2 separate regions of the Pan troglodytes genome follow, and region 2 is linked to region 1. Evidence: chromatin contacts called from public Hi-C data. All regions are on one chromosome and are shown on one strand. The core of a region is the stretch at or near the end of the contact, and the rest is flanking DNA. Distances in the headings are between cores, read along the strand shown. Region 1 overlaps SPPL3 (signal peptide peptidase like 3). Region 2 holds the start of SPPL3 (signal peptide peptidase like 3).

Region 1 (6,915 bases), core at 2,257-4,756:
AGGAAGACTTCATATCTGGAAAACAAATTTTTTTTTTTTTTTTAAAGAATCAGACAGCTGTGTGTGCCTCATGTTTAAATCTGTAACTTAGAAAGTCCCTTGTTTCCCAGGGCGACCTCCGGCGGATGTGGTCTGAGCCTTTCCACTCCAAGTCCAGCAGCTCCCGATTCCTGGAAGTATGATGGATCACGTGGAAAGTGACCAGATGGCCGTCATAGTCCTTTTCTCTCAACTCATGGTTTGTTTCCTCTTAGAGCTGGCCTGGTACTCAGAAATGTACCTGTGTTTAAGGAACTGCCGTGTGACTGGATTTGGCATTTAAAGGGAGCTCGTTTGCAGGAGAGAGGTGCTGGAGCCCTGTTTGGTTCCTTCTCTTCCTGCGGATGTAGAGGTGGGGCCCCTTCCAAGAGGGACAGGCCTCTCCCCAGCGCGCCTTCCTCCCACGTTTTTATGGATCTGCACCAGACTGTTACCTTGTGGGGGAGATGGAGATTTGACTGTTTAAAAACTGAAAACAGCGAGGAGTCTTTCTAGAACTTTTGAACACTAAAAGGATGAAAAAAATTAGCAAACCGAAGTTTCTTCAATGACCCCTCGAGAACTTTGGGACCAGTTTCCTATGGGGGACTCAGTTTCAGAGAACTGAGACAGAAGCTCTTCTGTCGTTATATTCTTCTTTCCTTTTTTTGGATTTATTAAATATTTTCTGTGGTGTGAAGTGACTTATTAAATCCACAGACATTGAGTGACTTCTTACAACATCCACATAAGAATTTGTTGTAATGAGTTCATGTCCACCCAGATGTTGTGTTGGCAGTGAACAAGGGCACGGTTTTTATACATACGTACATATATATATATAAACACACACATAGATATATATGAATAAACAAAAATGAAATCCTGCTAAGATCACGCTGTGTAGCTGACAGGGGCTTGCTGTCGTTTTGAGCATGTCGAGCAGTTTACTGTGGCTTCCTTGTATATGGATAAGCTGCTGTCCTTCCCCTTCACGACTGACCCCGCAGTTACAAACCAGTATATAGCATTTGTGCTGATTGATGATAGACTCATGGACTTCAGGAGCCCTTACTTGGTTTTGATCAGTGTAGCAAATTAGGGATGAAGAGTTCAAACCTTTTGGCCCTTTCTTTCTTTTCTAGGCTTCTCCCTCGCAGGGTGTTCCGTAGTTTCTTCTCGAGCCAATGCATGTATTATAGCAGCAGGTGTCTTTGTGCTTTCTCATCATAGTAATGTACTACTTGTAAATACATTTTTCTATTTTCTATTTTTTTGTATTTTTTTTTGACATTTTGTTTCATTGGTGTGCTGTATATTTTCCATGCCCTCACTCCTTTAAGAAAAAAAAAAAGGAAAAAAGCAACACAATCCTGTCCTTGCTGTTGTGATTATAGTCTTGGTTTACCTGTGGTGACAACCGGGTGTTGGGGACACATGTCAAATGCCCCTCTGAGATGGGCCCTAAATTCCAGTAACTGGGGAAAGAACCAGCTGCTCTGTCCTGAGAGCCTGGCCCTGTGCTGTGGTCTCTGCTGCAAGCCCAGATTTCTGGGAGTAACTAGTGTTAGGTCTGCTGACCTTTACCTAAGCAGCCCCTGCCTGGTAAGAAGGTGCCCATTGTTCAGAGGCAAAGAGAAGCCTGCGGTTGGCATGAGGATGCCTGACAACAAAGGCTGGAGAAGGGCCCTGAGTTCCAGCCTCTCCCCAAGGGTCCCCGCCCCAGTGGCTGCCTCTGTCTTGACCTGTGTAATGAACTAGTGTGCTGTGTCACTGCGGCTTGAAGTCACGGTGGATCGAGCTCACAGGGGGCACCCATCCTGTTGCCAACAGAGTCTGAAGCAGTCAGGGTGTTGGATTCCTCTGTTGTTGTCATCAATTCCTGCTGAGGGGTTTCTAGGGTTTTGTTTTTAATAAATGACTCCTTTGTAGCCTTTGTCACATAATCTTCACTTTGGTTGTTGGTACCAAACAGAGCTCCCAGCCATCTCCTCCCTGTTCTGGAAGACTGATGGGAAGACTCTGTCTGTCCCCAGACCTGGTCACCTGCAGCTCTGGCCCAGTCATAGATACATCAAAGAACTGAAGCTTCTGCTGTCCACAGAACTCAAAACTGCCTCTGCATTGGGTGAAGACTAAAAATCCACTTGCGGACTCTCCCTTCCTTCCTTCTCAGCCCTCGAGGATGCATATAGCTAATTAAGCAGGCCCAGAGACAGGGAGGGGGGCTCCAAAATGACTCGGATTAAGGGCAAGTGCCAGTGATGGGTAGAAATAGGATTAAGGGCAAGTGCCAGTGATGGGTAGAAATAACGTTATCCTTCATGCCTGTAATCCCAGCACTTTGGGAGGCCGAGGCAGGTGGATCACAAGGTTGGGAGCTCGAGACCAGCCTGGCCAACATGGTGAAACCCCGTCTGTACTAAAAAGACAAAAATTAGCTGGGCATGGTGGCAGGTGCCTGTAATCCCAGCTATTTGGGAGGCTGAGGCAGAAGAATCGCTTGAACCTGGAAGGCGGAGGTTGCAGTGAGCAGACATTGCGCCACTGCACTCAAGTCTGGGCGACAGGGTGAGACTCCATCTCAAAAAAAAAAAAAAAAAAATGTTATCCTGGCAGTGGGTCATTTTAATTTTTCTGTCTTTGTTTTCATAAGAAAATTAAATTCCAGACAGAAGGAACGTCGTTATTTTGTCATTCTCACTTCTGTGCAGGTTTTGGGGGGAAATACCCACACAGGGTTGTGAATGCACCCTGGATTCCAGTTGCTAATCTTCAAAGCCCTTAAAACACTCCCTTAAAACTTTGGCAGAGAAACAGCAAATACTCTACTCGTCTCGGAGGGTTGAGTGGGTGGGCTGCAGTTAAAGCACACATTAGACTTCCCTTCCAGTGCTCGTTTGCTCCCCGCTGCCTGATACACTTAGGTCTGCCTCTTATTCTGTTTTCTCAAATACCATGGTTTAGGGGTTTTCTAGGAAGTCTGCTGCATTAGGCATGGCATGTTCATGAAATTTCAGCAGATTCCTTCCTCACTGATCTGAAGTCCTTTTTCCTCACAAAGAGACAGACTGTGTGTTACTAGAACTCCCGCTTTTTAATAACTCTTTTTTCTAGTTTGAGCTAATGAAGATATGACAGTAAAGTCTGTCCAAAGCCTAGTGTGTTCCATTGCTGTTATTACAGTGCATACGCTTTCTGAATGTGACAGTGACAGCTCCCCGCATAGGAACGGTTCGGTGGCTTGGGACTAAGCTACTGTCTGAATTACTTTTGTAGCAGGCTCACAGGCCTTGGGTAAACAGGTAAGTTAGGTCACCCACAAGAAAAACAAAAGTACTCGTTCTCTGTGAGGGTGGAGGGGAAGGGAGTTCCATTTTGCCAATCAAGTGTTAAAAATAGAACCTGCTGTGTCTGCTTAGCAGCTCTCACGTTACTGCTCACCAGATCCCATGTTGTGTGTACGTTTCTGTTTTGTAAAGCCTAGCGTTTACGTCAGAGCCTGGGAATGCAGCACTCGTGTCTATACATGGGAGTACATGCCTTAGGGACATCATTTATACAACCCCCTTCTCTACAGAGCTGTGTCAGCGGTACAGGCTCAGAAGGAAGCCATCTCGGTCTCTTTCTGGTCTTCAGTGCACAGTGGCCAGGACAGCCTCCCCCACTTCACCGAATCACATTTCTTCAGCAGTTTCCAACAGTGAAATCATTTCTAGAACAATGGCTGCTAACACGTGTCAGCTGAAGCACTGCAGATCGAGTCATCCAACTCAAGCATCTTCCTCTTTCTGGAAGGGATAAACCAGGTAAGACTTTTTAATCCAGAAATTATTCCTATTCCCTGCAATGTATAGGTTGCTTTCTATCTGCAAAACTCTAAACTCAAATTTCTGCAGGTTCAGATTCCAACTGTCTCATGTGCGGAGCCTCTCCCATCACAAAATTCTTCCCGCTCCAGCCATCATCTGTTTCCTCCTCAGCCTTTCCCTTGAAATCCAGAGCCCTTTCCTGTCCGTTAGAGGCAATCAGTCATGTTTCAGTGAAGCTTGAGGCACTGGGCCCCCCAGTGAACAAAACCAGACATCCTGAACCCCCACTCCTGCGGTCTGTGCAGGGCTCGCTTTAGCATGCTTGGCTTGTGGGGAGGGGGTGTGGCAGCCATTCCCACACAAGGTCACGCAGGGATGCCACAGTGCGTTCAAGAGTAGAATCCACAGCCTTCTCTCCGTAACTCTGGGCCTTGCTGTAAATAGCAGAGGCTTGGGCTGGGGATCCTGTATCACTGGACGGGATGTGCCAACGAAGAGAAGGCTGAGAAGCAAGTTGGCGTAGGAGAAGCCCAGTGCTCCTGGTGGGCACAGGCCTGCATTCAACCAAATGTCTGAAGACAAGCGAAAGCCTACAGCCCCAAGCGCAATGATCTTTCGTCACTACAGGTTTCGGAAGTCTTACCGCACGGGGCCAGTGGTTAGCAGGTGCTTGATACAAACATCCTGCAGGGAGGCTGTGAAGATTCTAACTCTGCAGCACTTACGGAGGAGCACTTTAGCGTGCGGTAGATTTCCTAGATAACCTGAGTTCTTAAGAATTCATGCGGCAGACTCCGCTTCGCTTCTGGTTCCTTTCATTTGGAGTCTGCCTAACCAGTTTTTCTCTTAAGTTCCAAGACATCTTCTTCCTGTTGAGTAGAACCTGTAAAACATGCCACCTGTCTGCAGGCGAACAGAGGCTCTGAAGGTTTGAAAATAGCTAAGCCCACGAGCTGTCTCCAGCCCCCGTGGAGTCCTGGGATTCTCACCAGATCCAAAGATGACAGGAATGGGAACCAGTTAGGCAGAGGAAGCAAGACTTGAGAGACTGGGAGTGGGGAAGCCGCCAGGCAGTGGGCAGCAGGCCTGCGCTTGTGAGGAATGGGAGACAGGAAGTGGGTGTCCACAGGACAGAGACAGAGAGGGACAGCACGATGGTCACTGCATTCAACCAAATGTCTGAAGACAAGCGATCCAGCCCCGGGATCCCGACACCAGTTGCTCTGTCTCACCAGAGAGCCTCTCTCCAGGCGGACCACCTGTCAGCCTGCTACTGCCACCTTTCACTCTGCCCACCTGGAGCTGCTGGAGTGTAGCCACCACGTGAGCTTCTAGCTTTTGTGTTTGAGCCTTTGCCATTGGAGATTGAATTTCCTCACACCTGCGGTTGCTGTCGTGCCTTGATGGGGCTTTTATCCCCAGGCAGACAGTAACACATCCTGTGACAGCTCCCCGGGGAAGGCGGAAACCAATTTCAGAGAAAGAGGCTGAGCGCTTGCTAGTGCAGGGAGGAACTAAGATGACGAAGCATGGCACGGATGAGTCGTGGCCTTGCCGGCGGATAGAATGCAGTGCCACCCTCCCCAAGACCACCATCCGGCCAGGAGCCCCGGCCCCACCTTTCCTCCTTCCCTTGTGCCTCCTGGCACTTCCCGCAGCCCTCCCCTGTTGAGTGTAGGCGTTCTGCCCGGGGCAGTCGCTGTGAGAGAGACCATGGCCTGGACTAGGGTGATGCGAAGAACAGAACTTGCTACCAGATTCGATGCAGGGGTTGGGGACTCCACAGTGACTCCACACTTCTTAACCTGAACAATGAATTGCCAAAATAGATAACAGAAGAAATTGGGGAAGAAGAGTTGTTCTAGCCAATAGAGCAGCTAAAGCCAAAAAAAAAAAAAAAGCCTTCAGTGATGTAAAGCCTTGCAGAGTGTGCGAGATGACCTGGCCAGTGAGAGGCAGGAGGAAGACTGCTCCGTGGTGCTCTGAGTGTGAAGGCGTTTGTCATGCGCATCCCCCACACAGCCACCATGGGGCTCTGGTTAGGGACGGAGCCCCCTGAGTCTGAGCTGCTTCATCTGAAATGGGGATGAAGGTGCCTCATAGAAAGTATTGAGTAAATATGAGGCGCTCTTCTGGTTTACTGTGTTCTCATATATTTCACACACAATGCTCAGAGAGTTGGAATACAGTTAAAATCATTAGATCTGTACAATGTCATTATTCAAACCACCACAGCTCCCGGTTCATCATTAGGAATACTGGTTCTCTCCCCTCTGCTGAGGGGTGATTTCCCCCACCCAGGGTCTTGAAATTTTCTTCTACACACTGAAAGCCTTAGCACAAAGCTCCATATGCAGAGGGGGATGGTGGGTGACCCTGCCCATGCAGTTCCTCATTTTGGCTTCTTAAGGCCAAGAAGATCAACCTCTACCCAGATTCTGCACACAAACTAGTGTTGATGTTTTTATTTTTCTGTACTTTTTTTTTTTCCATAATAAACACTACATGTGCCCTCTTTAACTTCAGTGTACTTTAAAGTCTTACTGCTTGTTTTGAGGGAAAAGTTTACTACACTGTGAAGCTCCCATTCTGTCAGTCTTTTGTGGGCCTGTATTAGTTGATACATCTTTAGGTTTTTCTTGAACACCCTTGGAACAAAAGACTCATGGGCCAGGGCCGGGCTCGGTGGCTCACGCCTGTAATCCCAACACTTTGGGAGGCCGAGGTGGGTGGATCACCTGAGGTCGGGAGTTCGAGACCAGCCTGACCAACATGGAGAAACCCCGTCTCTACTAAAAATACAAAATTAGCCAGGTGTGCTGGCATATGGCTGTAGTCCCAGCTACTCGGGAGGCTGAGGCAGGAGAATCGCTTGAACCTGGGAGGTGAAGGTTGCAGTGAGCCGAGATCGCACCACTGCACTCCAGCCTGGGTGACAGAGCGAGACTCCTTCTCAAAAAAAAAGACTCATGGGCCAAACTCCTATCCTGTGTTAAAACAGTGTCATTCTAAGCCACTTGGCTCAGGTCAGTCCACTGAATAGGAGAGGGACAGTAGCCAGACTAGAGAGAGTGTAAGAGGAGAT
Region 2 (6,915 bases), core at 1,646-4,145, 140 kb before region 1:
ATCTCTACTAAAAATAAAAAATTAGCTGGATGTGGTAGCGCACGCCTGTAATCCCCGCTACTTGGGAGGCTGAGGCAGAATTGCTTGAACCTGGGAGGCAGAGGTTGCAGTGAGCTGAGATCACGCCACTGCACTCCAGCCTGAGTGACAGAGCAAGACTCTGTCTCAAAAACAAACAAAAAAAGTAATTAAATTTAAAAAATTTTTAAAAAAAGAATTTAGCCCCTTTGCCTTCTCATCTCCCCTTAATATCCCTGCATCTGGTGGGTTTATGGCTGGACAGATCTTTGCAGGCCGGTGTCTTCTTGTGAATAGTGAGACTAAGGGTCCCTGGTGATTTGATATTTTCTTGTTGCCCTGCCTCAAACCCTCCCCTGGACCTCGATCTTTTTTTTTTTTTTTTTTTTTTTGAGACGGAGTCTCACTCTGTCGCCAGGCTGGAGTGCAGTGGCGTGATCTAGGCCCACTGCAACCTCCACTCCCCGGTTCAAGCAATTCTACTGCCTCAGGCCTCCCAAGTAGCTGGGACTATAGGCATAGGTCACCACGTCCAGCGAATGTTTGTATTTTTAGTAGAGATGGGGTTTCACCACGTTGGCCAGGATAGTCACGACCTCTTGATCTCATGATCCACCCGCCTTGGCCTCCCAAAGTGCTGGGATTACAGGCGTGAGCCATCGCGCCTGGCCTGGACCTCAATCTCATCAGTGAGCCTTTTCCCAGGGCTCTCTGATAGAGCTTTGGAGGAAACACTTGGAACCTAACTGGTCCTGGCACCTGGCAGTGGGGGAATAAGGAAGGAGAGCTTTGCTTCTGAAGGGAAAGTGTACTTGGCTTTCTCTTTAAAGGGTTTCCCTTGGGGAACAGGCAAGCGGCAGATGTATGGGCAATGGCCAACTGATCCATTTGGAGATAGATTCAGGGTGTGGTGTTCCCTGTAAGCCTGGGCAGGCCCTGGGAAACTGGAGCAGAGCTAAATTCTGGCCTAAAGTTGGGCAAGCTGCAGAGAAGCTTGAGTACGTTGGTTTCAGGTGTGTGAGTTTCGCCTTCTGCAGAGAAACAGGGGGGTGAAGGGTGGGGGTGGAGGGGTGTCCAGGAGGGTTAGTGTATCTGTTGCCCAGGCATGTTTCTAAATTCTGAAGCTGCACTGGTTAATCATTTTTATTCATGAACACAGTAACTGGCAGGGAGGCTTAGCTGGGCCCTCAAAGTCTGGCCTCAGTGCACCTTCTCGGTACATTTTCTCAACACTCCAGCACAAATCACCCATCCCACTCTCGGATTCAAGCTCACCAGGAATTGGGCCTTACTTCATGCCATTCTTTCTTTCTAGAATGCCTTTTCTTTTTTTTTTTCTTTTTCTTTTTTTTTTTTTTTTTTGAGACAGAGTCTCGCTGTTGCCCAGGCTGGAGTGCAGTGGCGCAATCTCGGCTCACTGCAAGCTCTGCCTCCGGGGTTCACGCCATTCTCCTGCCTCAACCTCCTGAGTAGCTGGGATTACAGGCGTCCACCACCACGCCCGGCTAATTTTTTGTATTTTTAGTAGAGACAGGGTTTCACCGTGTTAACCAGGATGGTCTCGATCTCCTGACCTCATGATCGTCTCGATCTCCTGACCTCATGATCCACCCACCTCGGCCTCCCAAAGTGCTGGGATTACAGGCGTGAGCCACCGCGCCCGGCCAAAAGAATGGCTTTTCTTTGATAAGCCTCTCACCCTTTCAGACGGCCTCATCCACTCCTGGGGAAGCATTCCGCAGTACCTGGTGCCTCAATTAATCTCTCTCTTCTCTCTCCCTCTAAGCTCCAGATTCACTCTGTTGGTCTCTGGTCTAGCTCTACCGTGTTTATTTCTGTGCCGGTTTTCAGACCTCCAAATGGACGGTTTCCTGAGCCTTCTGCCCTTGCTGTTCCCTCGGCCAGGAACTCTTTTCCTGTGGATCTTTGCAAGGCCAGCTCTCTGTCATCATTCAATATCAGCTCAAATGTCACCTCCTAAGCGAGGCCTTCCTTGACCACCCTATCTAAAGTAACCCACACCTCTGCTCACTCTCTGTCCCCTCACCTTGTGTTACAAAATGTGTTTTTGTAAAACTTAGCATCTGTAATTATCTTATTTGTGGGCTTGGACTATGTCTCTTCCTTTAGAATGTAAGCTCTAGGAAGGCAGAGTGAGTTGACACATGGTTGGCACCCAACAAATATCTGTTGATTGATTCTGTGAAGGCAAGCGTGGGGTATTCGACTTGGTGCCGGGCCTGGGCGCAGTAAAGGTTGGCTGCCTGGAATATTTGCTACCTGAATGAATGAACCAAGGAACATACGAACGAAGGAATGCAGCCCTCTGCCTGTTGACTGACAGGTTGACTGACAGTTGGGGGGCCCGTGGCCAGCAGACTGTTGACTGACGGTTGACAGCTGAGTGGCAGCCAACAGACGCGCATCGGGGTTCCCGATTGGCTGGTGCAGCAGCCCCTCGGAGAGGGGCGGAAGAGGGTACCCGAGGCGACATCTCCGCGTGGGGAGGGGGGCGGCACCAGGCAGCGGAGGCGGCCCAACAGCTCCGGCTGTGCGAGCAGCAGCCGCCTAGAACCCAGGAGCCGACGTCTCCGCGCATGGGCCCGGCTCGAGGGGCGGGGCGCGCATCACGTGAGCGTGTTTTGGGCACGTGACCCGCGCGGGGCCAAGGCTCGCCCCCGCCCCCGCCCCTCCTCCCCTCGGCGGGTGTGATCGAGTGGCCTCGCCTCATCGCCTAGCGCCCCCCTCAGTCGCCGCCGCCTCCGCCCGCCGGCCATGTCCCCCGGCCGCCGCCGCCGCCGCCCGAGCGCGGCGCTCCCGCGGCCCCGCGCGCAGTGAGCGCGGGCCCGTCTTGCCGTTCGCCCGCCCCAGGGCCCCCTTGTTCTCCGCGCCGCCGCCGCCGCCATGTTGGGTTTGGAGCTGCAGCGGAGCCGCCGCCGCCGCCGCGGGTGAGGGAGGCCGAGAGCGGAGCCCGCCCCGCCCCGGGGCCCAGGGAGCGGGGCCGCCTCGGAGCCCGGCCTCTCCCCGCCAGCCGCCTTCCCGGCCCGCCGTGCAGCCAGCGAGCCAGCGAGCGAGCAAGCAAGCACCGGACCCCGGCCGCGCCTTCAGCTACGGCCCGAGCGAGCCCGCCGCCGCCGGGCCCGGCCACAGCCTGCAGCGGAGCCCACGAGAGGCAGCGCCATGGCGGAGCAGACCTACTCGTGGTGAGTGCGGGGCTCCGGGAGGCCGGGAGGCGGCAAGGGTGGGGGTCGGGGCGCCGGCGCGGCCCGCCGAGGGGAAGAGGAGGAAGAACAGGTGCGTGTCGTGGGGGGGGGGCGCGGGTTGGGGTGCACGCCCCCCTCTTCCCCACCGGAGGGGGCGGCTGGCGCGCACGGAGGGCGGTGAGTGGCCGGGGACCTGGCGTCCGAGAAGGGGAATGGAGGAGGAGGCAGCGGCGGATGTCATCTGGCTATGGGCGGAGCAGGTGATGGAGAAGGGGAGCATGACCCCGGGGGTGGGAATCCCACGGATGGGAAGTTGAATCCGACAGGCACCCCGGAACTGACTCGTGGGGGTGTTTCCTGGCCAGGAGGACTCGAAGGGGTGGAGAGAGGCAGGCCAGGGCAAAGGTGGGCCGCTGGGCTGAGAGGAAGCTCTAGTGAGAACAGGTGATAGAGGCAGAACTTCTAAGTTGGGAGAGTGGAGCAGCCGCCGCAGCTGCGGGGCCGCCGCTTGGCTCTGGGACAGGGAGCGCAGGGAGAGTTGGTGAGGTGGGCAGAGGCCCGGGAGTGAGGGGAGGAAAACTGCGGGGGGAGAGTCCACGAACCTTGGAGGGGAGTCACTGGTGAAGAGGTTGGAAGAGGAGCCTGAAGAACCTGTTTCCTTTTCCTTCTGGAAAAGGAATTCGTTGGTGACAGTGGGGCATGGGCAGAGTCTTTGTAAGGGTTGGTACTATTATTTTCAGAGGAATGGCGCCCAGGGCCAAGTGTGGAGGTGGAGGACCTGCAAGTTAAGTTCATTTCTGTGGGGCTTTTAAAGTTAGTAAGTAGCTCGTTAAGGGCCGAGAAGCGAGAAGCTACTGTGTAGTTTATGGGGTGACAACCTACATATCCGGAGAAGGGAGTGCCAGGGTTTGGGGGAAGGAACATGAGGGGTCTCCCTTTAGCATGTAGAGGTGGGATATTTGCAGGACGGGTTGAAGGAATGATGGCAGTATCCATGAAGAGTGGAAATAGGGTAGTGAGAAGGAAGTCATAGCTGGAGAGTGAGGAAGCAAGAAATGGCATGATTGTAGGAGTGGGGGACCTGATTGTAATTTAGAGAAATGGTTTGAAGATGGTTTACTCTTGAAGCAAATGTGGTTTGGGACAGAACTGTAGACATTCCCTTCTTAGAAAAGAGCATAATAGAATGGGACGAGCATGGCGTGTGGAGTTGGAAGACCTATTTCGGAGGTCCGGTTTGCCACCAACTTGCTTTGTTGATACGACATAGTAGTGAGTTCTTCGGTCCTTTTTCCTTACCTATAAAATAGAGGGAATTACCTTTTCCACAGCCTGTAAGGATTAAGTGAGTACATTTAGAAAGCACTTGGCAAACTGAAGTGCCACAGATCTTACTACATTAATTATGATTATCCTAGAGAAACATCTAAGAAATGGGTAATATCAGAAAATAAGGAATGGTTTTAGGTAGAAGACTTTGAGTGGATTATTTATATGTTAGAGGTTATAAGTCGGTAACTCATTGAGTCTTCACATAGAGAAAGGGAGTTGGGGATTGAAGATGATAATTCTTAAGAGAACTTCATTGATGTATGTGCAATCTCAAGAAGAAGGTAACTGAGAGACAAAGTAACCCTAAAGGAAGAATTAAAATCTTGGTGAACACGTGCTCTAAAAAGAGGTTTAAGCTAATTTCATAGTTTTGCGTGACAGCTGCCTTTCAGTAGCAGGTCATAGGGAACACAAGATTACAATTTCAGCTTCCTTCTGGACAGAGTAAGAAATGAAGGTAAAGGTGTTTCTGTCATGCCTTGTGGTTACTCATCTTGAGCTTCTCATACTCTGGCCCTAATGGCTGTGGCCCTGAGAGTCCTAATGGCTGCTTTGCTGTTTTTACTGTGCTGTACAGAGGCCCTGGATGGTTGAAAGAATAGAAAACGCAGTGCTCAAGAAATGGGGAAAATGAAAATGTTTTACTAGGTAGGTTGGACACACACGACCTCTCTCTGACATTAGTTGGCTCTATTAAGGAGGGATTACTTTGTGAAGTTTGACAATTTACAAATTTATTCTACTAAAATACTTCCTTCAATGTCAGCTCTGTTTGCTTTACAGGCAAAGAAACTCCTTGAAATCGGGGAGCTTAGCCCCTCAACCTTTGGCAGGTTTTGAGATGAAGAAAATTTTTACATCATCTGGAGAGAGGGTGGCATATAAGGGGAGACTGGGGAAAGCGGGCAGTTTCCTTTTTTTTTTTTTTTTTTTTTTTTTTTTTTTTAGGACGGAGTCTTGCTCTGTCACCCAGGCTGCAGTGCAGTGGCGCCATCTCGGCTCACTGCAGCCTCCGCTTACCGGGTGCAAGCAATTCTTATGCCTCAGCCTCCCGAGTAGCTGGGACTACAGCCACATGCCACCATGCCCGGCTTTTTTTTGTATTTTTAGTAGAGATGGGGCCATGGCCATGTTGGCCAGGCTGGTCTCAAACTCCTGACCCAGTGATCTGCCCACCTCGGCTTCCCAAAGTGCTGGGATTGCAGGCGTGAACCACCGTGCCCGGCCACAGCTTCCTATTTAATAGTTGTTCCTGATTCAACTGACTAATAATATAATAAAATAAGGAACTATACACATGGCATTCAATATACACATTTAATTCTCAGAAGTTTCTGAGGTAGGTGATATTTCCCTGTTTCACAGAGGAAGAAACAGGCTTGGGAGGCCAAGTGATATGTTTAAAGTACTTCACTTGTGATGCTTTATTTTGTTTGACATGAATTCTCCCATCATTTTACTCATTCTTATTGAAATATAAATATGGAAAAGGTATTCCAGTAGTCTATGTAGACTGATTTTTGGATTATCTGTCATTTTGCAGTTATCTTTGTCACTCTTCCCTTGGCTTGTGCAAACAATCAAGAGTTGATTACTTTTTTTTTTTTTTTTTTTTTGGTGAGACAGGGTCTCACTGTTTCGCCCAGGCTGGAATGCAGTGGCCCGATCTAAGCTCACTGCAGCGTCTGCCTCCCAGGTTCAGACAATTCTCCTGCCTCAGCCCTGCAGGTGGCTGGGACCACAGACGTGCACAACCACGTCTGCTAGTTTGTTTATTTATTTATTTTGTATTTTTACTAGAGACAGGGTTTTGCCATGTTGCCCAGGCTGGTCTTGAACTCCTGACCTCAAGCAATCTGCCTGGGATTGGCCTCCCAAAGTGCTGGGATTACAGGCGTTAGCCACCACACCCGGCAATTGATCTCTTTTTTTTTTCCTTGAGACAGGGTCTCACTTTATTATGCAGGCTGGAGTGCAGTGGCAAGATCACAGCAGCGCCTCCAGAGCTTAAGCGATCCTCCCACCTCAGCCTCCTGAGTAGCTGGAACTACAGGTGTGCCCCACCACGCCCGGCTGATTATTGCATTTTTTGTATTGTGTTTCGCCATGTTGCCGGTGCTGGTCTTGAACTCAGCCCAAGTGATCTGCCTGCTTTGGCCTCCCAAAGTGCTGGGATTATAGGCGTGAGCAACAGTGCCTGGTCCTGCTGTTTTTTTTTTTAAACAGATTTGCACTTTGTTTGTATGTGACCTTTGGAAAAACCAAACTGTGGAGACTGTTGTGCCACTAAAGATTTGTCTGAGGATGGACTTGGTGAAGAATATAAAGGCATATGCAGATGGGCTCCCTTAGGATTTTCGTA

Evidence for each region. A called contact is a pair of places that touch in the nucleus more often than the background predicts.
Region 2: a Hi-C map of stem cell-derived neural progenitor cells shows a contact between it and region 1, with 1.9 times the contacts expected there. The contact joins the promoter of SPPL3 here to the enhancer-like site in region 1. A contact is called at or near these places in 1 of 7 Hi-C or Micro-C datasets (stem cell-derived neural progenitor cells) and 1 of 1 datasets of contacts at active chromatin or transcription factors (stem cell-derived excitatory neurons).

The regions. Positions count from the first base shown.
Region 1 is chr10:127,577,677-127,584,591 of NHGRI_mPanTro3-v2.0_pri, reverse strand. It overlaps SPPL3 (signal peptide peptidase like 3), which reads left to right. Exons shown (of 11, transcript NM_001246615.1): 11 at 111-718. The coding sequence ends at 182. Among named protein-coding and RNA genes, the nearest start is that of ACADS, 40 kb to the right of the region's middle. Within about 2 kb of position 3,506, at least 9 of the 24 cell types and tissues checked have an H3K27ac peak or open chromatin away from gene starts, as enhancers often do. A contact at or near this core is called in stem cell-derived neural progenitor cells, where this site is marked.
Region 2 is chr10:127,716,662-127,723,576 of NHGRI_mPanTro3-v2.0_pri, reverse strand. SPPL3 (signal peptide peptidase like 3) reads left to right here and starts at 2,895. Exons shown (of 11, transcript NM_001246615.1): 1 at 2,895-3,221. The coding sequence starts at 3,199.